2 separate regions of the Sus scrofa genome follow, and region 2 is linked to region 1. The links are chromatin contacts, called in public HiChIP or PLAC-seq maps. All regions are on one chromosome and are shown on one strand. The core of a region is the stretch at or near the end of the contact, and the rest is flanking DNA. Distances in the headings are between cores, read along the strand shown.

Evidence for each region. HiChIP or PLAC-seq counts read pairs in DNA pulled down with a chosen protein or histone mark.
Region 2: a contact with region 1 is called in an H3K27ac HiChIP or PLAC-seq map of skeletal muscle, with 6 times the contacts expected there. The contact joins two enhancer-like sites. A contact is called at or near these places in 1 of 47 Hi-C or Micro-C datasets (fetal heart ventricle) and 1 of 2 datasets of contacts at active chromatin or transcription factors (skeletal muscle).

What each region holds. Positions count from the first base shown.
Region 1 is chr1:28,068,639-28,076,146 of Sscrofa11.1, forward strand. All of the region lies in intron 3 of PDE7B (cAMP-specific 3',5'-cyclic phosphodiesterase 7B), which reads right to left. Among named protein-coding and RNA genes, the nearest start is that of MTFR2, 160 kb to the left of the region's middle. Within about 2 kb of position 2,788, at least 9 of the 83 cell types and tissues checked have an H3K27ac peak or open chromatin away from gene starts, as enhancers often do. A contact at or near this core is called in skeletal muscle, where this site is marked.
Region 2 is chr1:28,531,248-28,538,755 of Sscrofa11.1, forward strand. No RefSeq gene overlaps it. Among named protein-coding and RNA genes, the nearest start is that of AHI1, 31 kb to the right of the region's middle. Within about 2 kb of position 3,469, at least 4 of the 83 cell types and tissues checked have an H3K27ac peak or open chromatin away from gene starts, as enhancers often do. A contact at or near this core is called in skeletal muscle, where this site is marked.

The DNA of each region.
Region 1 (7,508 bases), core at 1,538-4,037:
TGTCCTTCTGTGATTTAGAGAAAAGACTTCCCCCACCCAGGACTGACTGGTTGAAACCATGGAAAGTATAATTGTTTTGCTTATTTATTTATTTAAATTTCTGAGATAGTTCTATGGGCAAAAGATTTACCAATTTCAGTTGTAGAACATAACTCTGCTTGCTGCAATTTACACTGCATTACAATTTAAACAAACAGAGAGAAGAACAAATTGCCCTCAAACTAGGAATATGCCTATGTATATATTCTCAAAGGAGGCGTGTGCATATATGAGGATTCCTTTTCACCGCCCTTTTGGAGAAGCCTCTACTATTTAATGAGGAAGCTTGGCATGCCTTAGACATACTGAAAAGGAGGGACATGAAGTTATTACTTTCTAAAAGTTTGTCTAAGTTAATGCTTTCAGATCTCAAAGAACTGCTTACGTACAGCCAAACTGAAAGTTAACGAGGCCTCATTTTCAGAGAACTGACTTAAATTCCAAGTCTGAATAAAATTTAGGGGAAAATGTCTCTTGCTCTTCTTACTTTATGGTAAGCAAACTTAAAGGAAAATGTATTTTTCTCTCTGCTTGGAGGCAAAAAATTTTTTTCCTAGGGAAATTTTGAAGTACTATTTTTTTTGTTAGACAAAATTTCTGGTTCCCAGCTAGAGAGCTTGATAAAAATGCATTGATCTGTATGGACAGTGCATCAGTGGCCCTCTGAAATTTACTTATATCTATTTGTGTCTGCACCATTCATCTACCAAGTTTGCCCAGCCAGATTATAATCAATATTTAACCATAAAATTATTTGTTATAACAACGTAAAATGAAAGAGAGATTGATGTTTCCCTTCCTCAGTATTCTTTCTTCCCCATCCCGACCAATGAAGGAGAACCAGTGGTTGAAGAAATGCAAGGACATAAATAACTGCAGATATAATTTTGACACATAGAAACGATGGGGCCCCTTTCTAGTTGGCATGGCAGAGCACTTTCCCCCAGAACCTGGCCCAGGCTTCCTGCAGTTTGGGCGGTGATTGGCACATTCCTGTGCCAATGGGAATAACAGCTGGCTTCTCAATATTCTTCCATAGCAGCTGCCCCGTCCACCTTGGCGCTGTTTGCGCACGGCTTTAGTTGCTGACGTTCTCAAGCTGTTGCTGAGTGTCTCTAATAACAGTACTTTCCATTTTATGCTTTTTTTCTGAGTAAAATCTTTGCATTTTCAATCCTTAGTCAAAAGAGATGCAACAGCAAATCACCCTAGGATGAAAGGCATGATCACGGTCAGGCTGGTGTCAAAGTTTCTGTAAATCATTGCGGATGTGTCGGTTGGCAAAAGAGGTACTGGATTTCCATATATACCAAATATGGTGATACGTGCCTTTTTGAAAAGTTGCAATTTGAGGCCAAAATTGAATTAAAGAAGAAGAGTGAAGGAAAAAAGCAGATTGCGTAGAGAGAGATTTAAAAGTCATTAAGAAGTGAACTTGAATAGTGAAAGTATAAGTTGCATCGTGCTAGATCTGGAAAGGAAAACCAGTGTAAGAGGAGATTCGGAAGACTGGTACAGACTATTCAGAGAGGTGCAGGGTACTAGAATATTCTCCAAGTGCAGGAGTTATAACTCCGGTTACCCAGATACACAATCCAAACACAGAAAATACAATAATGGAAAAGGTCCCTTTGGACAAAGACACATCTTGGTGGGGCCTATTAGGAAGCGCTGCGGAAGAACTATCCATTGGACAAATATTAAAAAGACCTATGTAAAAAAGAAGCAATTACAGCCCAGCAGGAGATCATGAAATCTGGCTGATAAAGCAACACCATACAGGCATGTGGGGCAAACATTTTGAAGACAATAACCCAAAAAACTCACAAAGCTCAGAGTTTAATAACCACCTGCAGGTGACATGAATTCTAAAACAGTGCAGAGGCCACTTCTCACTCTGTCATCTTGTGGTCGCCCAGTGAGGTAGATACAGCGAAGCCAGGGATGAAAGTGGGACAAAGACACGCAGTAAATACAATGCCTAACATTCACTTCCCAGTATTACATGGGCATCTGTTCTGGGAAAAGGGTGAGAGCTTCATAAATTCCCTTTCCCTTTCAATACTGACTCTTCTTTCCACTATTTTGCCTCAATTCTTTGTTTTTAGCCTTGCATCCCCTGGATAATCAGCATCCTACTGATGAAAGTCAAGATTTCCATATCTGCCTGGGGATGTTAACTGATTCCAGAAACCGAAAGTCAGCCAGGCAGGGAGCTGTTTCTCTGAGCACTCAGCCTCCCCGTGAATTACAAAAGCAAGACCAACTGGGCTACCAGCTTAGAAGTTTTTGCCTTTGCTTTTCACAAATCCCCATAAATTTCAAAACAGACTAGTACTAGGACAGCACCTTTGGCAGAAGTATGCAAAGTCAAGACACACAAATGAATTTCCTGACGCATTCTCTGTGTGTAGTTTTTACGAAAAGAATCATTCTTTTTTCTCCTGCTTCTGAGAAGTGAATGATGCGGCAGGAAAGGGTGGTAGATGTATTTTTCTTTTCCTGTTTCAGGGCTGGGAAGCTAAGTCAGACTGTGGCATCAAAGGCTCACCCACAAAAAGGTCCTACATCTTGGGTGCATCAGTTGCTGCTTTAAGATCCTCTGAAATGTGTCCAATATAACAGCGCATTTTGGAAAAGATTTATTGTCAGGCTTAACTGGGGTGGGAAAAACACTGGAATGATCATCTCCAGGCTGTGCCGTGCCCATTCTACTCTGTCCTGCAAGTGCCAGAACTAAGCCATAGTGGCCAGTCATTAGCTGGCCTGGAGCTGAGACCCAGAGGGAAAGGAAGAGGAGAGGGTGATGGATGTTTTGGACAGAAAAAGAGGCCTTGGAGAATTTGTGGAGTGTCTTTTCCACCTCCTTGAAATAAAATGAAATGATGCCACCCCTCCCCACCAATTATATGGAATCAGTTGTATTCCTAGGCTTTGATTTACAGAAGCACAAAAAAAAAAAAAAAAAAAAAAAAATCTCCCTAAAGGGAGAACATAAATACTTGTACATTTTAGATGTTCCGGCTTACAAAATCATTCTTTTATTGTGTTTATATTGGTCAAAACACAATAGGATTTCACAGTTGTGAGGCAGTATCTGGCAACTGCTTGACACACCTAATACTTAACAGAAGACTTTATATTTACAAATTGTTTCACAACCACCTCTATTAGCTAAGCCACGATTAAGCCTACTGACAGAGACTACTGGTATTTATCTGAAATCTCAGAAACATGAAACTGCCCCCAACTCTCAGTCATATTAATCACTGAGGCAAGAGGATTGATCTCTCAGGTGGTGAGACTTCTCTTTCGGTTCTTTCCTTTCCTTCCTGGAGATCCCACCCCGGAGTTCAAGCTGAAAGTCCATTTCTGGTACGGTTCTCCCGATATTTCACATGGAAGTGGAATTCAATCCACATTAAGTAATTTCCCAAGGTATCAACTGATTTGAGATAATACAGCTTTGGCCAGTAAAAGCTTCTGGGTCAGGGGAAGCCACTCAGCTTCACTGAGGTTCATCTAACTTTTAAGGAACTGGGATATTTGGGTTTGACCCTCTTTCTCAGAGGGTTGTGGGAATTTTTTATATGAATAAATAAGTTGAAGATTTATGGATCGAAGTGATTTCCTAGAGACGCTATAAAATGTCCCAGTTAGTAGGATTGAAAGAGGAATATTTTAATGTTTAATTTTTAAGTCAAATAAAATTGTTACATAGAAAAGTCCTTCACATTAAGAACTATGATTGAAGGTGTGATTCAGATTCTCACACCAGGTTTCCAGTAAGCAAATTTTTATGAGTACAGGCACACAATTTAAATTCACAAACTCTATTTTCAGAAACCATTGGATATTTGGGAGATATGTTTCCTGCCTCTGATGTGTTTATGGCTGTCTGTAAACAAAGACCAGATAGAGCAGGGGAGCTGAGGAAGACAGAAAAAGAGAGAGGAAGAGGGCAAGAAGGAGAAAGGAGGAGGAAGAGGAGGAGTAGAAAGAGGTGAGGAGCTCCAAAGAAAATGGTTAGTGAAGGAGAGCCAATCATAATCCAGCTGTTCCAAGCCAACCAAAGCATCTGGTTTCTTTAATTTAGTACACTTCATACTAAAAGGCCAGCTTGTTTACACTGTATATTTTGAGTTATTTAAAATCTCTCTTCCAAACCATTGGGTTTGCAACTTCAGGGGAGGCTTTTCAAATGTGGGCTGGAAAGTATCCCCACATCAATATCATGGGGCATGAACGATATGGAAAAAAAGAGGAAAGTTACAGACATTTTAATGGTAGTTTGCATGTTGTTTCATACTATTTTATTATGATTGTCTGAGAGGGCTGAAGATGTCCTCAAGTCAGCCTCTGTGCCATGCAAATGAAGCCGTGTTCTCTATACAGGTGGGCACACCATCAGGCATGCAGGGTATCTCTCCATTGGCTACCCTCTCCTGTGTTCAGGAAATGCCTTTTACGTTTTAACCAACACATGAACTCCAAATACACAAAGGTATCAAATCCAAGAAGAACTTATCTGGAACGCTTCTAGAGGAACTGTTAGGGTTCAGTCCTCAATCCCTGGATTGTCTCTTCACAGGCTCTCTCTCCATGAAATCATCATGGCCCAGGCTTCATTTTCCACATCTAGGCAGGGGTGTCCCAGCAGGCTCCTCTGAGCCACTGTTCTCACCCCAACTAGAGTCCCAGATTTCCAGCAACTTCAAACCACTTCCACTCGGCTGCACCACTACTACCTGGATGTAAGAGACAGAACTCAGCATTTGACCTATACCAATCCTTCCTCAATTCTTATTTTTATGTAACTGATGCCATAAAGATCAAAAGAGTTGGAAGCCTGAGTGTTAATTTTAACTACCTCGTCTCATCCCACATAGCGCCCCTGTCAAAGAAGCCAAGTCTTTCACCATTTTCTTTATAATATCCTTTAAATTTGTCCCTTCTTTCTACTCCCGTTGCTCTCTTTTCACTTGATACCTGAATTACTCAATAATTTCCTGCTTGATTTTTCTGTATGTGAGACTGAAAAGTATATACCTGAAGCAAAGACTGGAAAAACTCCTGAATATCATGAATAAACAAACTGAAGGGGCTGAACTCTTCCTTGAAGCAATCCACAATTTGAAACCATTCATAAAAAAACAAATCCAAAGCTAGGCATTTGGTAAAACATTACATTCACAATGCAAAAAAAAAAAAAAAAAAAAAAATCAAAATGCTACCATGAGACAAGTTCTTACCCATTTATCTTTTTTGTGGTCTGGGCTGACTGCATGACAGCCCCTGAGCTGACCATTGCAGGCTTCCCACTGTCCGGTAATATTTGGCAAATCTCGACACTTTCTCCAGGGTTATTAATCTTTGACTTTCAAACTCAGGCTAAAAGAAATTTAGACAGAGGCAAGTTTGCTCCCATTTCTCAAATCTCTCCAGCTGGGACCATTTGACCTCATCAAGAGCCGTAACTGCAGCAACTTACAGACCAATAGCAACAGCAATACCCAAAGGGAAATGCAGCTGATAAACAGGAGGTGAGAGCTAGGTGGTGAGGGGTTGGCCATAAACACTTAAGGCTTCAGTGTGACACCTTTGTGGCCTGTGAAATTCCCATTGACGTCAATTTCATGTTATGGATGGTTTAGGACTACAGCAAAGAACCTTACATTGCTTTACAAATCAGAGTTACTCTTGCTCAAGGCTGTAAACTGATAATTCTCAGAGTGTGGTCCTTAGATCAGCGATATTGGTAGCAAGCATAAAATTGCTAGGAATGAAAATTCATGGACCCTGCACAGACTGACCTTCTGAATCATAATCTCTGGGATTAAGACCCTGGAAATTAATTTAACAAGCCCTCTACTGATTCTTATCATGCTTCATTTTGAGAACAACTGTGCCAATGTATGATGATAATAACTAGGTATCAGCAAACACTCAAATAAGCATGCAGAGAAAAATGAGATAATCGAATTGAACAGAGTATCGGTCTATTTTTTTCTTGTACCTACAATGCTTAGCACGTAATAAATCTCAGTATACACTGTTGACTAAATGACCAAAAAGGTCTTATATAGGTTGATGCCAAAATATTCCACATAGCAAATGATGTCTTAGATTTCTTTGCTTGTTTGTTTTGAGAGTCATTGAAATCTAGAAAAGAGAATACTAATCTGAGAGGCAAACAAGGCTTTCGAGGATAATGAGTATCAGTTGAGATGTGGATAGAAAATCCCAGATGTGCTCTTCCACTTTTTCGTGCCTGAAAAATGTTTCATCTATTTTATATTTCAGATGCCAGGATAGATGTTCTGATAATAATCATCCCTCCCTCAAAGCAAACCTTAAAAAGATGAGTTTACTTTTTAATCACTGAATTTTCATTGAAACAGTCCTCACTCCCTTCCTTTTGTCCTATGGGTTAACTGACCCTGAATATTTACCTCCTACTATTTATTGAAATCATATCATTAGGTACTTCCTAGACCTTCAATATTCCCTAGGTTTAAGCATTACATTCTTATTTGAGGCACTGTAGCCACCCTCTGTTTCGTCTCTCTCTTCCTTCTCATATGTTCCCTTTGAGTCCAGCCCCTACAAGTATACTACATTAATCTCTCTGAAATCATGAGTCTTTCTTGTCATTATCATGGTTAAAGCCTTCAGTGGCTTTATATCAACTTCAGAATGAAATACAGGGCCTCTTATTATCTGACCCAACCTAATTTTCCAGCTTTATTGCCTGCCTGATTTACTGTATCAACCTTACCAGTTTATCTGTCCTGCTGTAAACACTGTGCCCTTCTCCCTTTTCACTGTGCTGGGAAAGTCCTCCCCACCTTCACTGTTTGGCTGATTCACAGCTACCGTTTAAGACTCCGTTCAAGTATCCCCCCCTGAAGGAAGCTTTCTTAGAACACATTCCCCTCAAATTCCACCCATTTTTCACAGGGTGCCTCTCCTCTGTGCAATATCCCATCTTAGCACTCACCACATCTCACTATCTCTAGAGCTCCTTAAGATGCCATTTCTTCAAATTAGTGTTTGTAAAAATTACACTTGACACTTTCCCTAGTGCAGAGCAACTGCTCAATAAATGTCTATTAAGCAAGGGAATGAATAAATTAATAGGACAAAAGCCCTTCCAAAGGCTGCTTCTTAGGATAGAGAGTTGGGAACGACTTCCATGTCACTTGGGTATCCACTGGACACAAATGGCTACATTTCCAAAGCAGAGATAAGACAGTTCATATCAAATGAAAAATGACTCCATGTCTTCCTACAAACCTCAAACTGGGCTATTTTGGGAACCTATAGAAATTGAAAATCTCTTTTCATGCTACTATTTTCTTCTCATATTTCCATACTCCTATTAGGACTAGGAGAAGACGTGCTGAAATGGAATCCAAAAGTCCGTTTCGAGGAAGTTAAAATTTAAATGGAAGGAGGAAGGATAAGAA
Region 2 (7,508 bases), core at 2,219-4,718, 460 kb after region 1:
CCTGATATAACGTTGATATTGATATAGCAAGCTGTTTTAGAAAATTATGACTGGAGATGACAATATCCTGGAGTACTAGCCCTAGCCAGACCTCCTCCATGATCTGGATTCCTTCACATTCCAAAAGACTCAATTCACTAGAAATCCTTTGGCAAGACATGATTTTTGGCTCTAGCCAAACAAAACAGTAGGAAGGAGTTCACACTTGGCATGAGACCCACACGTCAGGGGGCTAAGAAGAAGGTCCAGAAAAAAAGTATTAAAACTATTTGGGTTTTCTAGGGCTATACACTCTTGCTTAGGGTTCATATTTTGAGCATTTTAAATGGTAACCAAATATTATGGTTTTAATATACATTTTGTATTCATTTTGAGAAGGTGAAAATAAAATAGTGGGCTATAAGAGGTACAATTTTGATGACAAATATTCATACAAATGGATGAATAAAATTGAACACTTTGGTAGCGATGTGACCAGCATTTAATCCCAAACTCCTGGAAGGAAGCCCAAATCTTAGCAATAAGCTAAGATTTTCTGACCAGAGGTCTATAAAGGACAAATAAGTGCACATTAATAAAACTACAGCACCTACTCTTCAATTAATATAGGAGTCATTAAAGCAGTATCGGTATGACCTATTTACTTTTTTCTACGTAGGAACTAACATTATGATTTCTACATTTTTAATGGGAAAAATTGATAGAAAAATTTTGTATAATATTTAGAAATGTCAAATTTTAAATGGCTACACCCTTTGTTTTAATAATCCTACCTCTAGAAATATATCCAAGAGAAAATACCTGCATAAGTGTACAAACATGCATGTTTAATTACAATGACTGTAGAATTTCTTATAAAACTAAAAATGTGGAAAACAAAAACAAAAACAAATAGTCCTCATTAAGCGATTTGTTACACAAGTATGGTAGGTACACTCTTCAATGGAACACTAGTCACTCATAAAAAAGAATCCATAGCTCTTTATATACTATTATTAAAAGATGTCCAAAATACACTTCAAAGTTTAAAAAAAAAGGGGGGGGGTAACTGCAGAAGAGTATGATTCCCACGTTTATTAAAAATATATTTTCCAGTAAAGATGTATCTATTACTGCTAAACTGATTCTTTCTGTGAGCAATATAACATTTTTGCTTTCTCTGTTTTATAATGTAGTTTTTTATATTATATTATCATAGCAAAAAGAGATTTATAAATATTTTAAGACTCTGCTCTATTTACCTTTACTGCAGGATTTTCTTCTGACTGAGGTCCCTGAAAAATAAGAAATCTGTGCAATGCTGCCAGTACAAGAATAATTCAGAAAATGTCTCTCCTCTCTGCAGTGCCCTGTTACGGGTTGAACTGTGTCTTCCAAAAATTTGTGTTAAACTCTTAACCCCTAGTACCTTGGAATGTGAACTTATTTGGAAAGAGGGTCACTGAGAGTGTAATTAAGTTAATTAGTGAAGTTCATATGCGGTCATTAGGGTGGGACCTAATCCAATATGACAGGTGTCTTTATGACAAAGGGGAAATTTGGACACAGACACACACAGGGAGAACATCGTGTGAAGATGAAGAAAGAGCTCACAGAGATGCTTCTACAAGCCAAAGATTGCCAACAAAACACCAGGAGCTGGGTGGGAAGCTTGGAACAGATTGTCTCTCACAGCCCTCAGAAGAAATTCTGCCTCCAAATGCAGAAATTCTGTGTAAATTTCAAGACTTTGGACTCAAGACCAAAGCATTAATTCTTACCTGAATCTCCAGCTTCCCAACTTGCTCTAGAGATTTAGGATTTTCCAGCCCTCCAAAGCATATGACCCAATTCCTTAAAATCCCTCTGTCTCTCTCTCTATGCATATATATCTAAACATGTAGATAAACCACATATCCTAGTGTTTCTGTTTCTCTGGAGAACCCTAATACATCCCCTTCCTGCTTCTCACCCCACTTCTGCTGAGTGAACTCAAACCCCATTATTGCCATTGAAGACCTTTCCCACATGCTCAGGATACCTTTTCCCCTGTAATTCACTGGTCTATACAATCTAGCCAGGTGACAATATCCCCTGCTCTCCCACTTCCATAGTTTTGTTTACACATTATTTCCACTCAGCATAAAAATAAATTATCATATGGGATGAGCACGCCAAATTGTGAAACATAATCATGGTCTTCTTTTTGTGATTTTAACAACCATAATACTGATTTCAAGGAATTTTATTCTTTCCTTAAAAAGTTGGTAAGAATACACACATTCAGACAGAATCTCCCTTTAAAATTTGCCTCAAATATAAAAGAATTATCTAACTCTTCAAATACTTTCCTCTTCTTTCCTTGTTTTTCAAAGATGTCCATGTGCCTCCTCTCATTCTGAAAAAACCCTGCCATCCCACTAACTTGTTTAAATCTTATCTCCTTTCCTGATTACCTCAAGAGCAGGGTTTCTCAACCTTGCCACTACTGTTGATATTTGGGGATAGAGAATTCTCTGTTGGGGTGGGACCCTCCTTTGCATTGTAGGATATTTAGCAGCATCTCTGGCCTGCTCACACTAGATTCCAATAGCACCCCTTCCTCGTTTCTCCACCCCACCAGAAATGACGGCCAGAAATGTCTCCAGAACTTGTCAAATACCCTCGTGGGCAAAACAGCCCCTGATTGAGAACCACTGACCCATAAGACACCTACTTTCCTTTGGGCCAGAAGTAACATCGAGGGCCTCCTGTTACTTTGCCAGTGAAAAGCTTTCACCATAGCTCACTTTCTGTTTTCTCACCTCCCTTTTTTCCCTGAGTGAAGGATGAGAAAAACAGGAGATTTTAGAAATACAATAGATTAATCACATTGTCCTTTGTTTGGTTGAAGAAGAATTATTCAGCACAGCTGTTGTGTTAATATTTCCACAAAACCTGCTATGTATTAGAGGAGGGAAACAATTATACAGATTAATGTATTCTTGTTCTACTATCTCATTGGTTCCATGGTAAAGAAAATGAAAATCTCTCTTAAGAGCTTCCTAATGAAACCTGTGATTCACCCTTTCTCAATCAAGAATAGACCTCATAATCAAATGAATAAAAAAGTTTTTCAAAATGAACAGCAATGTTGCAATGAAGCAAAATCTAGAAACATGAAATACAAATAACCTGTGCTAACACTTGCATGCTGTTGGCTGCTGGTGTGCAGCCAAAATGTCACTGTCGTACTTGGAATGACTGAGAAGTGAAGTCAGCTCTTGATTTTCCAAACTAACAGACAAATATATCTGACCTAGAAGGTCATCAATCTTCATCCATAAACTCAGGTTGCGAGAAATTGTCTTCTTTGACTCAATTTAATTTCCATGTTAAACTCTGATGTTGCAGGAGGAGCAAAAGGTCGTGAAAATTCTATTCAATAAATTTAGAACTCTTCTCTCTCAAAACTCTACCTGGGAATTTTGCCACTTCTCTGGGTTTCTGTCAAAGCAGGGCCGGCCAGACTGGCTGTACCATGGAGGGAGAGAAGGAGGAGTACAAACGGAGGCCTGAGGGCTATAGTTCATCTCCCCGTCTAGCACCCTCACACCACACACCCCTGCCAGCTTCCCCTGGATCTACCCAGGCCTACCTAGGCATGGCAGTGCAGCCCACACACCACATAGTAGAGGCCAGAGAAGGTGCAGAAAGCTTCCTGGGTCCAGTCAGAGAACCTAAGAAAGATGCCCTCGCCAGGCCGCCAGCAGTTCAGAAACCCTCTGTCTAAGGCCCATCCATTTGTATTGCCATTACCCTCTCTCTTTCAATTTTCCCTTTCTTTCCTGTATATACTCTGGAGAATCTTTCCTTCTTCAGAAGCAAAAAGCAACCCTTACAAGTGGTATTTCATGCAAATAATTTGTCCACACCCAGAGGCGTGCCATCACTTTAAAGGTGTGGGTCTCTTTGGTTTCTTTATTTTGTTTCCTACCATGTCACAACCTTTCCCTAGGTTACTAAGCAAAAACATGCTTTGCAGCTTAAGTGGCAGGGTGTGGATTTAATAAGAAAAAAAATAGATTTAAATTTCTAAAAATATTAAAATCAAAATATTACATGTATTTATAGTCTTATTTGACTGTAAGTTTATATTTGATATTGAAGCGTCTATACAAGATAAAGCATGTAGTATATGGGTAATTCCAGTACGAGAATATAAAAATCCTAAGTCCTGAAGACCCCTGGTATTTATACCTAGGGAAGACATAGACATGTAATAAAAGTGAAAGTCTTAGACACTAATTTCATCTCTTGAGCTTCTAGGATTTCTCCCAGAACAGGACAAATTCAGGTCTTAGAGGGCGCTATTAGGATGGATTTTGCATCTTCTGCCAGGTGTCTGCTGTTTTCACCATAAGGCAAAGATCTTGGGAACTAATTAATCCTGTTCCCTCCACACCTAAAGCGGGATTTCTTCAAAATGACTTTATCCCTTAAGTTTCTTTGGCTACAAGCAACAAAAACCAATTCTAGCTAATTTAAGATTTTAAATAAGGTATTGACTTCAAGAGCTGAAAATTCCAGAGCTGGAATGGTTTCAGACAAATCTGTCTAGGACTTCATCTTTAAGGGTCTTGACATCCTCAGGTTCTCACCTGAGGCAGTGGCTTCCTCAACTGCTCACACAAAGGTCTAGATCTTTAATCCTGGGTCTTGTGCTAAACTTGCCTTGCAATCATGGGAACACAATCATACTCTGACAGTCTTAGGCAAGGGATAGCAAACTTTTTCTATGAAGAGCTAGATAGTAGATATTTTTCACTTTGCAGGTCATATGATTTCTATCATAACTACTTAGCCCTTGTAGCACAAAAGTGGCCTTACATATATGAATGAGTATGGTGGTGTTACCATAAAACTTTATTTACGGACCCTGAAATTAGAACTTTATATAATTTTCATATATCAGGAGATGCTATTCTTTAGATTTTTTTTGCAACCATTTGTACAAATGATTCTTAACTCATAAGCTTTTATAAAACAGGCAACATGCTTGACTTGACCCCATGGGCAGTAGTTTGCCCACCTCTGCTCTGAGGAACCCACCTTACTTGAAGCTCATAGACTGAGAATGAAGAAATAGATCCCTCTAAGCAAATACGTGCTGGGCAAGAAATACAACATACTTACACCCGACCATCATGATGTGTCACAATTTTAGGCCAGGAGAGCTTGACAAGTCATTGTGCAGTGAACTCATAGCATTCATCCTAAAGCTAGAAGCATAACAAATGGCCCACCTCCAGCTCCTCACTGCTGCTCTAAACCCCCACTGCTCACTACTAGAGTTTTCCAGGAAGCAGAGCCCATCCAAAGGTATATTTTCTGTGGCATCAGCAAAACAACCAAGTCACCAATCAGGATAGCTCTGCACATTCTGGACATGGACCACATGGGCAGTGCCCATTTGCGTGTTACCGACGCCAAGAAATCATATGGTTTGGGGCTAATCCACATATCCTTGCATTTATTCAACAAAGAGCCAGTTAGTGATCACCTATTGTTCTAGACTCTGGAGATACAGCAGAGAACAGAAGAAGAAAAAACCCCACTCTCCTGGAGCTTATTAATTAATTAAAAATAAATGGAGGGAGTGCTCCTGGTGACTCAGGGGGTTAAGGATCCTTCATTATCACTGCTATGGCTCTGGTCACTGCTGTGGTGAGGGTTCAATCCCTGAGCTGGTAACTTCTATATGTTGCAGGTGCAGCCAACAAAAAAATTGTAAATGAGGATTTAAAATAAAAAAAAAGGAAATGGGGAAAAAAGAAAAATAAAGCAGGGAAAGGAGTTAGAGAAGGCTAGGTGTTATTTTAAATAGGTGGAAAGCCTTAAAGCAAAGACAACATGCAAGCAAAGATTTGAAGAACTCTCCAAATATCTGGGGAAACAGTGTTTTAAATAATGAGACTAACAAATTCAAAGGCCCTGGGGCAGGAATGTGACTTGCATTTAAAGAGACTAGAATGGTGGATGCAGAGTGAGTGAGGGGATGAGTAAGAAAAGATGAAGTTGTAGGAGAGACCTACAAATCACAAAAAGACCATGGCACCAACTTTGATTCTGTAAGTAAAGGTGGCATAGCAGGCTTTGGGGAAGAGGAGACACAGTGTGTCTTTTTTTTTCATGGCTGCACCCAGGGCATATGGACATTCCTGGCCTAAGGGTCGAATTGGAGTTGCAGTGCCATCCTATACCATAGTCTCAGCATCACCAGATCCAAGCCACATCTGCAACCTATACCACAGCTCACGGCAATGCTGGATCCTTAATCCACTGAGTGAAGTCAGGGGTCAAACTCACATCCTCCTAGACAATATGTTGGTTCTTAACCCACCGGGCCACAATGGGAACTCCCTGACTCACTTTCTTAAGTGATCATTTTAGCTACATGGTTGAGAATAGAGTTGTGGGGGTGAAGGTTTGGAAGCAGGGAGATGAACAGGAGACCGCTGCAATAACCTAAGTGCCTCAGCACCACTCTCAAGCAGAGAATATTCCATAGGTTGAATTACAAATCTGTCTTCAAAATAATAAGCCTCCATTGGCAGCTCATAGACAAAGCACCACATAGCTTTGAAGAACAAATGCATGTACAGTTAGCCCAGATATCTACTACCCCAAGCTGGATCTCATTTGAGCAAACATTATCAGAAGAGCTCCACTAGCATCCTCTGGCACTTCACATGAGGAGTTGAGACAATAGTGCTATCCATAACCTATTGCCTACTATTACTCTCAGCCTCTGCAAACCCACTCTTCCTTTCAGCCTAGAATATGTCCACCCCACACTTTGGCTCAAATGTCTATGGCCAGTATTGTGTACATTTGCTCAAGTTCCTCACTGAGCTGTGATTCTCACTGCTGGGAATGAGCAAGGTTAACCAACAGGAATCACATTTGTGTCAAGAGGCAGCAGAGATGCCATCAGCATACTCTCATTGTGGAAGAGTGTCCACTTCTCACCCAGCATGCATATGCCCTCTTTGAGCTTAAAGGTTCTGCACAAATACACAGACACCAACTTTAGGCTATTTTCCTCACCTTGCAAGAGCCCCTTACTCTTTGTGGAAAGGAGGAAATAAAGCCACTGCTTCTACCACTTCCAAACCACTATGGGACAACCAGTTCAGCAGCACCACCTTGGGGAAGTGTATGGGAAGTGCATATCTAAGGGCCTGAATGGAAAAGTTTTCTACATCCAAGCACCTAGAAAAGAGATGTTATCTTAGTGTGAAAGGGTTTCAAAATGAGCAAGGTTGTTTGGTAAATCCTGAGCTTCACAAGATAATGGCAGAAATTCATTCCCCATTTCTCACAAAATCTGCACAAATAACTGCCTTCATCTAAAAGGGCAACGATTTGAATGATGCTTTCTTCCTCTGTGGCTTCATGGAGTCCACATTTACTGCTGATCAGCTGCTCATCCAGCCTAACTCACCCTGACTCTAAGCCTGTGTTTTTAGTTTTTATTTTATTTTTTC